Linked DNA regions of Sus scrofa: region 1 is linked to region 2. The links are chromatin contacts, called in public HiChIP or PLAC-seq maps. All regions are on one chromosome and are shown on one strand. Each heading gives the region's core, a stretch centred on a gene start, on an enhancer-like site or on the middle of the called end of the contact. The rest is flanking DNA. Distances are from core to core; before and after follow the strand shown.

The links. HiChIP or PLAC-seq counts read pairs in DNA pulled down with a chosen protein or histone mark.
Region 1: a contact with region 2 is called in an H3K27ac HiChIP or PLAC-seq map of skeletal muscle, with 7 times the contacts expected there. The contact joins two enhancer-like sites. A contact is called at or near these places in 2 of 47 Hi-C or Micro-C datasets (fetal heart ventricle and retroperitoneal adipose tissue) and 1 of 2 datasets of contacts at active chromatin or transcription factors (skeletal muscle).

What each region holds. Positions count from the first base shown.
Region 1 is chr1:57,002,684-57,008,595 of Sscrofa11.1, reverse strand. The region is part of intron 8 of RNGTT (mRNA-capping enzyme); the gene reads left to right. Among named protein-coding and RNA genes, the nearest start is that of RNGTT, 56 kb to the left of the region's middle. Within about 2 kb of position 4,140, at least 2 of the 83 cell types and tissues checked have an H3K27ac peak or open chromatin away from gene starts, as enhancers often do. A contact at or near this core is called in skeletal muscle, where this site is marked.
Region 2 is chr1:56,258,242-56,264,266 of Sscrofa11.1, reverse strand. No RefSeq gene overlaps it. Among named protein-coding and RNA genes, the nearest start is that of TRNAE-UUC, 43 kb to the left of the region's middle. Within about 2 kb of position 2,481, at least 9 of the 83 cell types and tissues checked have an H3K27ac peak or open chromatin away from gene starts, as enhancers often do. A contact at or near this core is called in skeletal muscle, where this site is marked.

The DNA.
Region 1 (5,912 bases), core at 2,891-5,390, 740 kb before region 2:
AGCTTTTGGAGTAGTTGTGTATTTATTTGTATGTACCATTATTGTCAGTAAATATTAAGAAGCTGTTTCAGTACATTGGAATATTTTAGGCTCAGGTTTTTTTTTAAATTATTTTTTAGTGTTTAGAAAACATTTCCTAGACAGATTGAGAGAGCCACCTGATTCAGGTTTCTTTATTTGAGCTCCTTGTTTTGAGTTATGGCTCATTCAGGAAGTGTAGCTGCTGATTTCACAAAATTTTCTTGGGTTGCAACTATTCATGGAAAAATGAATTAAGGAATTATTTACTGTAGTTGTTGTCTGCCTTTGTGTAAATGTGCTTATAAGATTGAGTTTGTGGGCTCTGGAAACCTTCACAGGGAATTACCTGTCGTTTATTTTTCTTCTTTTCTGTTCAGAAGAGATGTCCTCTTCTTTTCTGCCTACAGGGAACAAATCCTTTCTGTCTTACCAGGCTTTGTGTATCAATGACCTCAACTCTTTTGGATTATGTAAAGTAGTAGTTGTAGTATAAATAATAATGATATCCATTCTTAATTAACTACTTACTATGTTCCTTGGACATAAAATAATAACAATAGCTTCCATTTTATTACCATGTCCCAGACATGGTACCCTTTGTATATTAACTCATTTAATTTTTTTTCTTTTTCAATTTTTTTATAGTGGTAAAATACACATAACAAAAATATACCATCTTACCTATTTTTAAGTATACTGTTAATGACATTTATAAGGTGTGCAAACTGGACTGCTGTTCATGTCCAGAAAGAACTCTTATCTTACAAAACTAAAACTCTATACTCATTTAATCATAATTCCTATTCCCTAATTCTCCCAGCTCCTGGTAACCACCCATTCTACTTTTGGTCGCTCTGATTTTTTTTTTTTTTTTTTTTTAACTACTCTAGGTACCTCATAGAGGTAGAATCATACAGTAGCTGTCTCTCTGTAGCTGGCTTATTTCATTTAGCATAATGTCTTCAAGGCTCATTTGTGTTGTAGCATATGTCAGAAATTCCTTCCCTTTTTAAGGCTGAATAATATTCCACTTAATGTATATACCTCATTTTGCTTACATATTTACCTTTTTCTTCTACACGTCTGTTGTGAATAATACTTCTTTGTACATGGGGGTACAAACTCATTTAATTCTTGCAACCATCTTAGTGGTTAGGAGGTGGAGAGTTTTAATGAGGAAACTGCATCTTAAGGCAGTCAAGTGATTTGTGCAAAATCACATAGCTAGGAAGAGGCTTTTTGGGATGAAAGTTTTTACCCACTGCAGTGGACTCCCAGATATCTTTCTATGTTGGTGCCTTCTCTTTTGCCAATAGATATCTTCACCCCATTTACTATCTATTGATATATAATTAATGGTATCTAATGAAATACCTTTCATACTAATGTTCATAAATGAACAACATATAGTATGTTATTTTATCTTTTAATATTTGTTGCATTTCAGCTGCAAATCAGCTCAGCCTCAAAGTAAAGCTGAAACTCCTTAAAATAGACTCTAAGTCTCCTGATTGTTCCCCATATACTTCTCTTCTACCAGAGGCAACTATCTTTGTTACATATTGGAATTATACTTTTTAGAAAACTTGGAGTGATAGAATGATTTGAATTTGACTTGCTATTTAGAGTATGAGAGATTTCATGAAAGGGAGTTTTGAGTAAGAGTTTGAAGATAATGTATTTTAGGACAAGATAGTATAGTTTTATAGATACATAGGCTTAGCAGTAGGCATGTGCAAATTTCTGAGCAGTGGAGGATGGCAATATGAAAGCAGGACAAGGAAGCTGCAGTTCTGAAGTTAAACATATATCTAGGAGTTAGACAGAATCATTTTATACTATTTGATGAGATTTTTGTTTCCAGTTGCCTGCCTACTTTTTAGCATTCTAGATGGCAAGCACAATTGAGTCTGGAACAGGAGTTTTCTTTCCAAAGCCCATAATGATAGCATCGGTACCATTGTGCTTCATGTAAATAAGGTAAGCAAGTTAAAATTTTAAATCATTGGATGGTTTGGAACAAATTTGCTTTAAGTCTTATTATACACTTGATTATTTGTATTAGTATCATTAATTCTGTGGAGTGGGAGGGAAGAATCTAGAAATTGATACTGGGCCCTGTGTCTTGCCAGATTCTTTTGTTGTGTTGATTTTTAAGCTTTCCATAAAATTAAGTCTTGCAGGTTGAAGGGGGTTTCTTGAGATAGAAACATATATGCTTTGAAAATTATTACTCTCTATTAATAGAATTAGGCATACATGGTGTTTTAGTGAGAAGACTTAAAGGGTTTTCTGAGGTTTAGTGAGAAGACTTAGAGGTAATTTTTTTTAATGGTAGATATCCCGAGGGCTTCTAGATTTATTTGTATTTACCCAAGTTGAAATAAAAGTTAGTCTTTTGACTGATGATTTTTCCATGGACAGAGTTTACCAAGTACCAAACTTAAACAAAGCTTGGATGAATGTAACACATTGGCTGTATAAACAACATATAAAATAAAGATGACTATGCCTAAGTAGAAGACATTTAAATATTGGCAAACTGTTCAAATGTTCAGTGACATGCTTTTGGCCTGCTTTTTTTTTTTCTTTTCTTTTCTTTTTTTTTTTGTCTTTTTGCCTTTTCTAGGGCCTCTCCCTCAGCATATGGAGGTTCCCAGGCTAGGGGTTGAATCGGAGCTGTAGCCGCCAGCCTACGCCAGAGCCACAGCAACTCGGGATCCAAGCCGTGTCTGCGACCTACACCACAGCTCACAGCAATGCCAGATCCTTAACCCAGTGAGCAAGGCCAGGGATCGAACCTGTGACCTCATGGTTCCTAGTCAGATCCGTTAACCACTGAGCCATGACGGGAACTCCTGGCCTGCCATTTAATATACAATTAACGCTCTAAGATCAAAGGCTGGTCAGAAAAGTTTGACCATTAAACTGATGGGGAAGTGTATGGGCTTTGCAACTTAAAATTAAATAATACATGTTGTTTGTTTAAATACTGTTGTGTTTGTAAGTGATCACATAGTAGAATGAAGCTGTGGGCTTAAGGTGAATTTAAGATTATAAAACTTTAATCACATCTGTTTCATGACTTTAAATTGATGTGATAGGAAGATTGAAAAGGATCTAACCCCTTTGAAGAAGTCTGATGTGCTTATAGGATCAATAAATCAAGATAAAAATACCTGTTGGGTTGGAATCTATTATAATGTTGAATGAAAATTTTGATAGTTTTTGATGAAGAGAACTGTGTCATCCCAGTTATGTGAAGAATATGTTAGGACTCTGTCTTCATTTCAGTGATTGTTAAGAGTGGAGATAAAAAATTTTAAAAAGGTTTGGTGGTGGTGATGTTACTGTTTGTGTGCGTATTCTCTTTAATTTGTTACTGTGAAAATAAGAGTGAACTTAATATGAGTTCTTTCTGGGAGGATGAAATAAGGTAAAGTTTCACTTCTCTTTCAAATAGTTTTTGTTTTCAAGGTTGAATTATTATTTGTGTCAGATAAATAGATTATAGCCATTATGTTTGAAAGTAAAGGCTGTGTGTAGGATTACATTGTTTTATCATCAGGTATTGGTCTTTTCGTGGAAGCAGTGCAAACAATGATGTTTAAAGTTATCTGAAGTCTTTCTTCTGAGATTTCTTAGTATATGTTGGTGGACTTTAGGTTGTATTTCCATAGAATTCTAGTCTGAATGATTGTTAGGTTCCCAAGCCTATAAAGCTTGCTTAATTCCTGAGGGGACTCTGTGACACTGATTATTTTGTCTAGGTGGATCAAAAACTTAATGACTTTAAAAAAACTTAATTTTGCTTGATACAGATGTGTCACTAGCCTTCATCAGAGCTTTCTCAGGTTCATTATTGGAACTATGTGAATGAGGTGAAAAGGAGGAAAATGTTTTTTCATTAAAATATTGTAAAATATATATAACATAAATTTCCTTTTTCTTTGAGTTTAAAGAAATGAGGGAAAAATGAGTTAAAGGGGACTTGGATATACTTTGCAAAAGAGATTACCAGAGATAAAATTTGCTGAGCGGTGAGCTAGAGAGAGAAAAAGGCAAAGTGTGCATAAGCACCCATGGCGAAGGAAGAAAGCTGGGGTTTAGCAAGTCAGCTGTTCTTGTTTCATTTTTGGAATAAGCTCTGACAGGTGTTGGTGAGAAGGGGGCAGAGTCTGACCAGCTGCTCTAATGTCAGGAAGGTTTATAATTGTATGTGGGGAAGTGACTCTAAACTGAAATTTCTTTATAAGAAATTTTAATATACCTGACTCTGTATCTATATATCTCTGCAACCTTGAGAATTAGGTTTCAGGGACTGTGTACTAATTCTATTGGGAATAGAAATGAGAGGAAATGTAGCTGGTAGAGAAACAGTAGATATTTGACAGTGCGTTCTTAGGAGGGAAATATACAAAGGGAAGGTAAACTCAGGACTTGACATTATACACTTATCTCTGTTGAAGGACAGGAAACAGATGACATATCTCTTGGCATGATGTTATTATGTAAAATGATGGTATCATGTAACTGTTGGGATTGAGGATAGGTTGGGGGACATTATGGGCGGGTTACGTCATAGGCATATGTAACATACTTGAATTCAGCTGTATATAGCGGGCAAAATGAAAAAAAAAAAAAAAAAAAAAAAGAACCAGCACATCTATTAGCATTATTACATTGACTGTCAGCAGCAGAAATCACCTTTGGCTAATTTAGGCAAAGGAATAAATTGGAAGGCTCTCAGGAGAACCAGTCTCAGAAAATGGCTAGGAATCAAGGGAAGCCAGGCAGCAAGAACCTGAGCCAAGGTCAAGCATAGGAACACTTTGAGTAGGAAGCCACTGTTGGCACTTTGCTGACAATGCCTCTGCTCTCACACTGAATCATTTTTCAGCTATTCCTGTGCTTCACTGTCACTCAAGTTAAAAGTTTTGGGAAGGAGCGTTAGGTTGTCTGACTTAGATCCCGAGCCTGTTTCCAACTTGCTAAGACAAGGAAAGAGAATATCTGGGCCTTTTGGTTTCCAGTGTAAAAGTGAAAATATCCATGTCCATATCCTGTCTGTCACTCCTCCCTAACTTAACTGAACAGGTACTCCTTCCTCTTCCATCGCGCCATAGCTCGGCAAATGCAGGCCTCCCCCTTCCTCCTGCCCAAAGTTTGGAAGTCATCCTCAGCGTCTCTTCCCTCGGCCCTGTAGCCAATCAATAGCACGTTGTCCTGTCAGTCTACCTCTCAAATGTATTGAATGTATCCACTTACCTCTGACTTATCGTTGCCACTGTAGTCCCGCTTGTACTATGGAAGCCTCGTAATTTCTCTGGTCTTCAGATTGGTTCCTACCCTTTAGGAGTATACTTTATGTGAGGGTGAACTCTTAAAAATGCAGATCAGGTTATATTGCTAGTTTGCAGAAAGGCTTTCAGTGGTCTGCTCTTTATTTACCTACTCTTTCTCAGCTCTGGTCCACTCTTTGAAACTGTAGTAGGAGACTCTGCAATCTGCATTTCTCAGACTCCCTTGCCAGCTCGCTTCCTGTTGGAATTTACTGCTGGGAGCACTGGCAGGAATTTGGAAGTCAAGGGAAGGGACTTCCTTTGTTTCTGGTTTCCTTGTCTCTCCAGCAGCCCATGACAACTCTCACTTGGTCTCCAGCTCCTTGTGACATTCCCAGGACTAGCCGTACTGCTCCCACTCATGGGTACCAGCTCTGGACGAGGTGTCCCAGGCAGATGAGTGCTGCCAGTATTTCCTCACCCATTACCCTCTGTCCTCTCCGCACTTAGAGCATCCTCCCTCTGGATCTCCTCCTCCGAAGAGATAGATACTTGAGCTGCAGGGCTCCTCTCCTTAGAGGTCCATTTGCAGTATGGTGCCACTTCCTT
Region 2 (6,025 bases), core at 1,232-3,731:
CCAAGGGAGTGCATTTGCCAGTCTTCAGTACCTCCTAAAGACATCTTTTTCTATTAACAACTTAAATGAGGTGTTGTTTTCATGCCATCAAATTCACCTGTTCTACATGTAAGATGCATTGATTTTTAGTAAGTTTACTGATTTGGGCAACCACAATCTTCTATGGAACATCTCCAGCACCCCAGTATGATCCCCGATGTCTGCTTTCACCTAACATCTTAATGATACAAGAGTAAGACCAAGACACAGGGGGAAGGAAGGTGAGGAGTGCACTTTATGGGGTGAAAGAACTCAGAGAGATGCAGAGGGGAAAGGCAGGAGGAAGACTTCAGATCATCTCAGAAGATGTTGTTGGAATGCATGGCACGGTGGCCAGTTCTTCATTGCTGCTCCTCAGGGAAAAGCCGTGGGATTACAAAAGCAAACATCCTCTTAACATATGATCCAGCGATGGTGATCCTTAGTAATTACCCAAAGAAGTTGGAAACTTACATCCACACAAAATCCTGCCCATGGATGATCAGAACTTTATTCATAATTGCCCAAACTTGGAAGCAACCAAGACGCTCTTCAGCAGGTGAATAGATAAATAGACTATAGTACATCCAGACAACGGAATGTTATTAAGCACTTTGAAAAAGAGCTATCAAGGAGTTTCCATTGTGGCACAGTGGAAAACGAATCCAACTAGGAACCATGAGGTTGCAGGTTCAATCCCTGGCCTCGCTTAGTGGGTTACAAATCCAGCGTCGCCGTGAGCTGTGGTGTAGGCCACAGATGCAGCTTGGATCTGGTATCGCTGTGGCTGTGGTGTAGGCCGGCAGCTGTAACTCCAATTAGACGCCTATCCTGGGAACCTCCACATGCCGGGCGGTGAGGCCCTAAAAAAAAAAAAAAAAAAAAAAAAAAAAACAGAGCTATCAAGTCATGAAAGGACATGAAGGAAATGTAAATGCGTAGTATTAAGTAAAAGAAGACAATTGGGAAGTGTTGCAGACTATGATTCCAACTATGTGACATTCGAAAAAGGCAAAACTATAGAGACAGGAGAAAGGTCAATGGTTAGGGGTTGGAGGGAGGAGCAAATAAGTACAGCACAGAAAATTTTTAGGGCAGTGTAAATACTTTGTATAATATCACAAAGGTAGATACAAGTCATTATTAATTTGTTCCAACTTCCGCAATATACAATACCCAGAGTGACCCCTAATGTGAATTACAGACTCTGAGTGATTATGATGCACCAATGTAGGATGATCACCTGTGTGACAAAGGTACCACTTTGCTGGAGGATGTCAGTAATGGAGGAGGCTCTGCTTATATGGAAGCAGAGGTCATATGGAAAATTTCTCGATAACTTTCTTTCAATTGTACTGTGAACCTAAACCTATTCTTGAAAAATATTGTCTTTAAAAAAAGCCGTCAGAGTACATGGCCCCGCCAAATGCAGTGCAATTGGTAGCAAAGTGTAGAAGATCCCTTTTCCCAGAATTCCCAATACCTAATGTTGCACTTTGTGCGGGGTTAATACTTAGATGTTTGTTAAATTGAAATGGGTTGGAGGGATGAGGGATTGGAGGGGGAAATCCTTTCTCCAGGGTATTTGTCACCAAGCATCCTTTCTCACCAGTTTTATTTTGGGTGATTACCTCATTCCACCATGTGTTATGTGTCGTCTTAGAGGGACAGTAATTCCAGGGATCCAGGAAGCCATAGAATAAGATTTTCTTCTTTTTCACCCCAGCACATCCAGGGACAAAGGTGTCACTTGGACTCACTTTAAACCAATGACATGAGATCAAAAGAAATGGCACACTGTCTATGGCCACAGCTGTCCTGACCTCAAACAGATTCAAGCTGCTATGAAGCAGGTGTTTGCTTCCTGCTTCCAGGCTTCCAGAGATGCCTTATTCCTACCTGTTCGAAACCCAGTTGCCCATCTCCTACTGATTCTGTGAGTCCTTCCAGTAATCCCTTATTACCCAGATTTGGATTCTGTTGCTTGCAACCAAGAAATCCTAACCACTTCATGCTGTTTAAAAGCAATGGCGATGACAGAGGTGAGAGGTGACAAGGACCTAAATTGGGTAATGGGGTGGCTTCCCCAATAAGGAAATTCAGGGGTAACTATTTTGTGACTAAAGAGAGATTTCGAGGCAGAAAAGGGAGTGAAGTCAAAGTTGATGCCAACGTTTTATACCGCGTGTATTTCTACCAGAAACTGTTTTCGGTCATTTGAACGTTCACCCAGGTGGGCTGAGAAAAGTGGTTGCACGTTTCTTATAAATGGATCAACAGAGCAAACTATTTTAAGACCTAACATATGAGGATGAATAATTTTCACATGCTTTTCACTTCGCAGAGAGAACCACCACCACGGCTTGTGAGGCAGTTGGTCTCACGGCTCAACCTCACGCACGTGCTGCCTGGGCAAGTGAGTCAGTCCCCTCCAAGTGCTGCTTCCTGCTGAATGGAAGAGCCAAGCTTGTGAGTCAGCCCTGCTCGCAGCCAAGAGGCTTTGATTCAGGATTATTTTCTGCCTTACCACACAAGGTTCAAAATGTCCAATCTCTTTTCTCTAGCACTGATGCCCAAATAGTGGCTTCATTAAAAATGTTCATTTTTATATGATACAAATGGACTTATTTACAAAACAGAAACAGTCTCACAGATGCAGAAAACAAACTTACAGTTAGGAAAGGGGAAATGTTGGGGGGGATAAATTAGGAGTTTGGGATTAGCAAATACATACTGCTCTGAGGACCTACTGTAGAGCACAGGGAACTATATTCAATATCTTGTAATAACCTATCATTTAGAACACACGAAAAAGAATATATATGTGTATGTGTGTATAACAGAATCACTTTGCTGTCCACCAGAAACTGACACAACATTGTAAATCAACTATACTTCACTTTTTTAAAATGTTCATTTTTAGAAATCATTGATCCTTTCTGCGCTCCTCCAAAATAAACATATAAATAAATAAAAGAAAGAAAAAGCAACCAAGAACGAGCAAAATGGTGAGGGGTACCATATCACATGTTAATGCTGAATGCCAGCTTCAATGGTTCAATGCCCAGTTTATGATGATGACAGAGCTCAGATGAAATGAGGATAGAAGAAATGTGCTATCACATGAAAACTATTTATGAATTTCCAGGCTGTTTGTCAATGAATAAAAGCTATGATCATTGGATAGATACACATTTTGTTAGTGCTACTTCGAACTGACACTTTGCCAAATTGCTACCATCCTTTCAGGGACGGTGTTTGAGGGAAATCATGACTTAATGGACTAGAGCTAAAAGGCTGGGCAAAAATATCAGGGCAGCAGCCTATTACTAAAGGGCTATGGCATGAAAGCCTTGGAATGCTTGTCAGTTGGAAGGGATCTCTGAGGTCACAGGGTCCAATCCTACTCGCCCGTGCCCTCCCCCGCATCCCCCTGCCCTTCCCCCCGCCCCCCGGCTGAAGCCTGCCAATTAGAACACACTCATAGATAATTTCAATGGTGTTGTATCACATACAAATGCTAGAGTGAGTCTCCTAGTGTTTCACAGACTGGAAATCTGATCCAAGAGCAGGAATAGATTAGCAGAGTTTATCTAGCGTACACATGAATCCTCTCATTGCCCTCTTTAGAGTAGAAATATGTCATTCTAGTTCAGTTTCCTGGGGTCACAAAGATAAGACAATATCTACTTCGATTTCAAACAGAATCCTTTATAGATAAAAGAAGCTTTTCGGTATAGAAAATAAAACGGCTTTTCAAATAGCCTCTCACCACAGTTAGTAATAATTTATGCTTGGTGAACAGGAAAATATGCTGAATTTATTCATTTTACTGCGCACCGCCTGTCGAAAGGGCAAGCTGATAGAGAGTAGGGGTGGGTAACTTATCAGGATTTGCAAATCTGATATAAAAGATTTTTGTAATTCCTCCGGACTTCATGAGGAGAGGAAAATTAACTCTGAAGGTGCAGAACAAAAAAATTCCTCTTACTGTCAGAGCCATGGTATCTGGCATTTTACCACATAGGCGGTTCTAGATGCTGCTTTTTCTTTTGTCCTCCAATATAAATGTTTGCCACACTTTTGAGCCCTTATAAAAAATTATGTCACAGCAGATCATCTGTGGTTATGAACCTAGAGTCTGGCCTAGTTTCATGGGCACTTTCCTGCCCCACTTTCATAAACACCTCTAATAGCTGGATAGCAGTTTACTCTCCTCCTCTGCCAACCAGCCCCGTTGCTTTAGTCAGGGCATATTTGTTTTCAAGCCTAATTATTTCTGAAGGAAAACTTAATTTTCTTGCATGATTTCCAGGCAATGTTTTAGAATGTCTTGTGTTTCCTGTCCACTTTGAAATGAAAGATGGTTTTTATATGCCCAGGTGGTCTCCTCATGTAGTAGGAGCTGTTGAAATGCCTTACTTTCAAACAATTGTTCAGAGGACATCTGTGGCTTTCTGCTTCACGTGGCAGACAGGCCATTAGGTACAGCTTGAAATTTAGAAAATTAGCCTAAATCAAAGTGCATCGGATAAACAACAAGGTGCTATTACATAGCACAGGGAACTATATTTAATATCCTGTAATAAAACCATAATGGAAAAGAGTTTTTAAAAAAATTAAAAGGCAGATAACTGAAGTCTTAACTCATATGTCACCTCTTTCTTTTTGCCAACATGTCAACCAGTAAAATCTTTACCATAAGTTAAAATTACAGCATGAAGTTTGGGGCATTTTGAAGAGAAAAAAGGTGTAAAGAGTTCAGAATTTAGCAGGCCCATTGTATAGACCTGATATGTTTGGGTTTTTTGTTTGTTTTTTGTTTTTAAAAGCACATCACAAAATTCTAGCTGAAAACCCGTTACATACTATGGCTTAATGATACTATGTCTCATTTGTAAAAATGATAGCTTAAACATGAAAATACTGCATTTTCTAGACAAAAGCTTCTTTCTGTACCCACTTCTTTTCCCGTTTAAGTCTGAAAGGACACAGGCAATGCCACCCACTAAGAATTCTTGGAGGTAGCTGGGCAGAAACCTCAAATTTCAAAATAACCACACTCTGGCCTACCACAACCACATCCTGGATCGTCAAAAGTGAGGAAATCCAATGATGAAAGTTTTTCTTCATCCCACAGGAATCTGGGGGGAGGGGAAGGGCTACATAGCTCTAGCTACTGAACCCATGGTTTTGACATTTTTGAGCTTTCTTCCCCTGAGGCTGTATCTCCAAATATTGCTGTAGTCACCTATATGGAGAGCCAATCCATCCATGAACTGAACACAAACACATGCTCCAAAAAGCCATGCTCCTCAGAGGCCCAGGCCCTCTCCTCACATGTGGAGACAGCTCTGAAGCAGAATCAGACTCATAATCACACCGCAATTGTGAAGCCCAGAGGCAGTATGGGATGCCAAAGGAAATTGCAGTTTCCCAAGTACCATCCAGTCAAGGGTTTCCATACTCTCCTAGAATTCCTTTCATCACTACCACTCAAAGGGTTAACAGTGTGGAGTCTTTCATCTTGGTGTGTTTGATTATTCATCCTTAGGTGGTAACCTAGAGATAGGATCTGGTCAAAGAGTTCCATTCCTTGCCCTTGCTGCTTCCTAAGTCATGAAAACCGTACTCTTAAGAACGTCCTTTGACTAGTTCCTTGCCTTCATTCTGAGGGATATAGGTAAAGCCTTGGCATAATCAAGAAAAATGGCAGGTACTCAGCTTACCCACCAGAAGCAAAGTACCACCGTTTAAAATAAAAATAAAATACAGCTCTTCCATCCCCAGTGGACTTTTCACTCACTAAAGAAGCATCATGATAAACCAGGAAGTCTGGGCTTTGGGTCAGACATACTTGGATATAAATTTCTACTCTATTAACTGTGCATCCTTGAGCAAGTTATCCTCATCTTTGAGCCTGTTTCCTCAAATTTAAAAGACTTTGATGAAGAAGCAATGCAAAACCCTGTGGGGCACGTAGTAAGCACATAAAAAATGTAAGCTA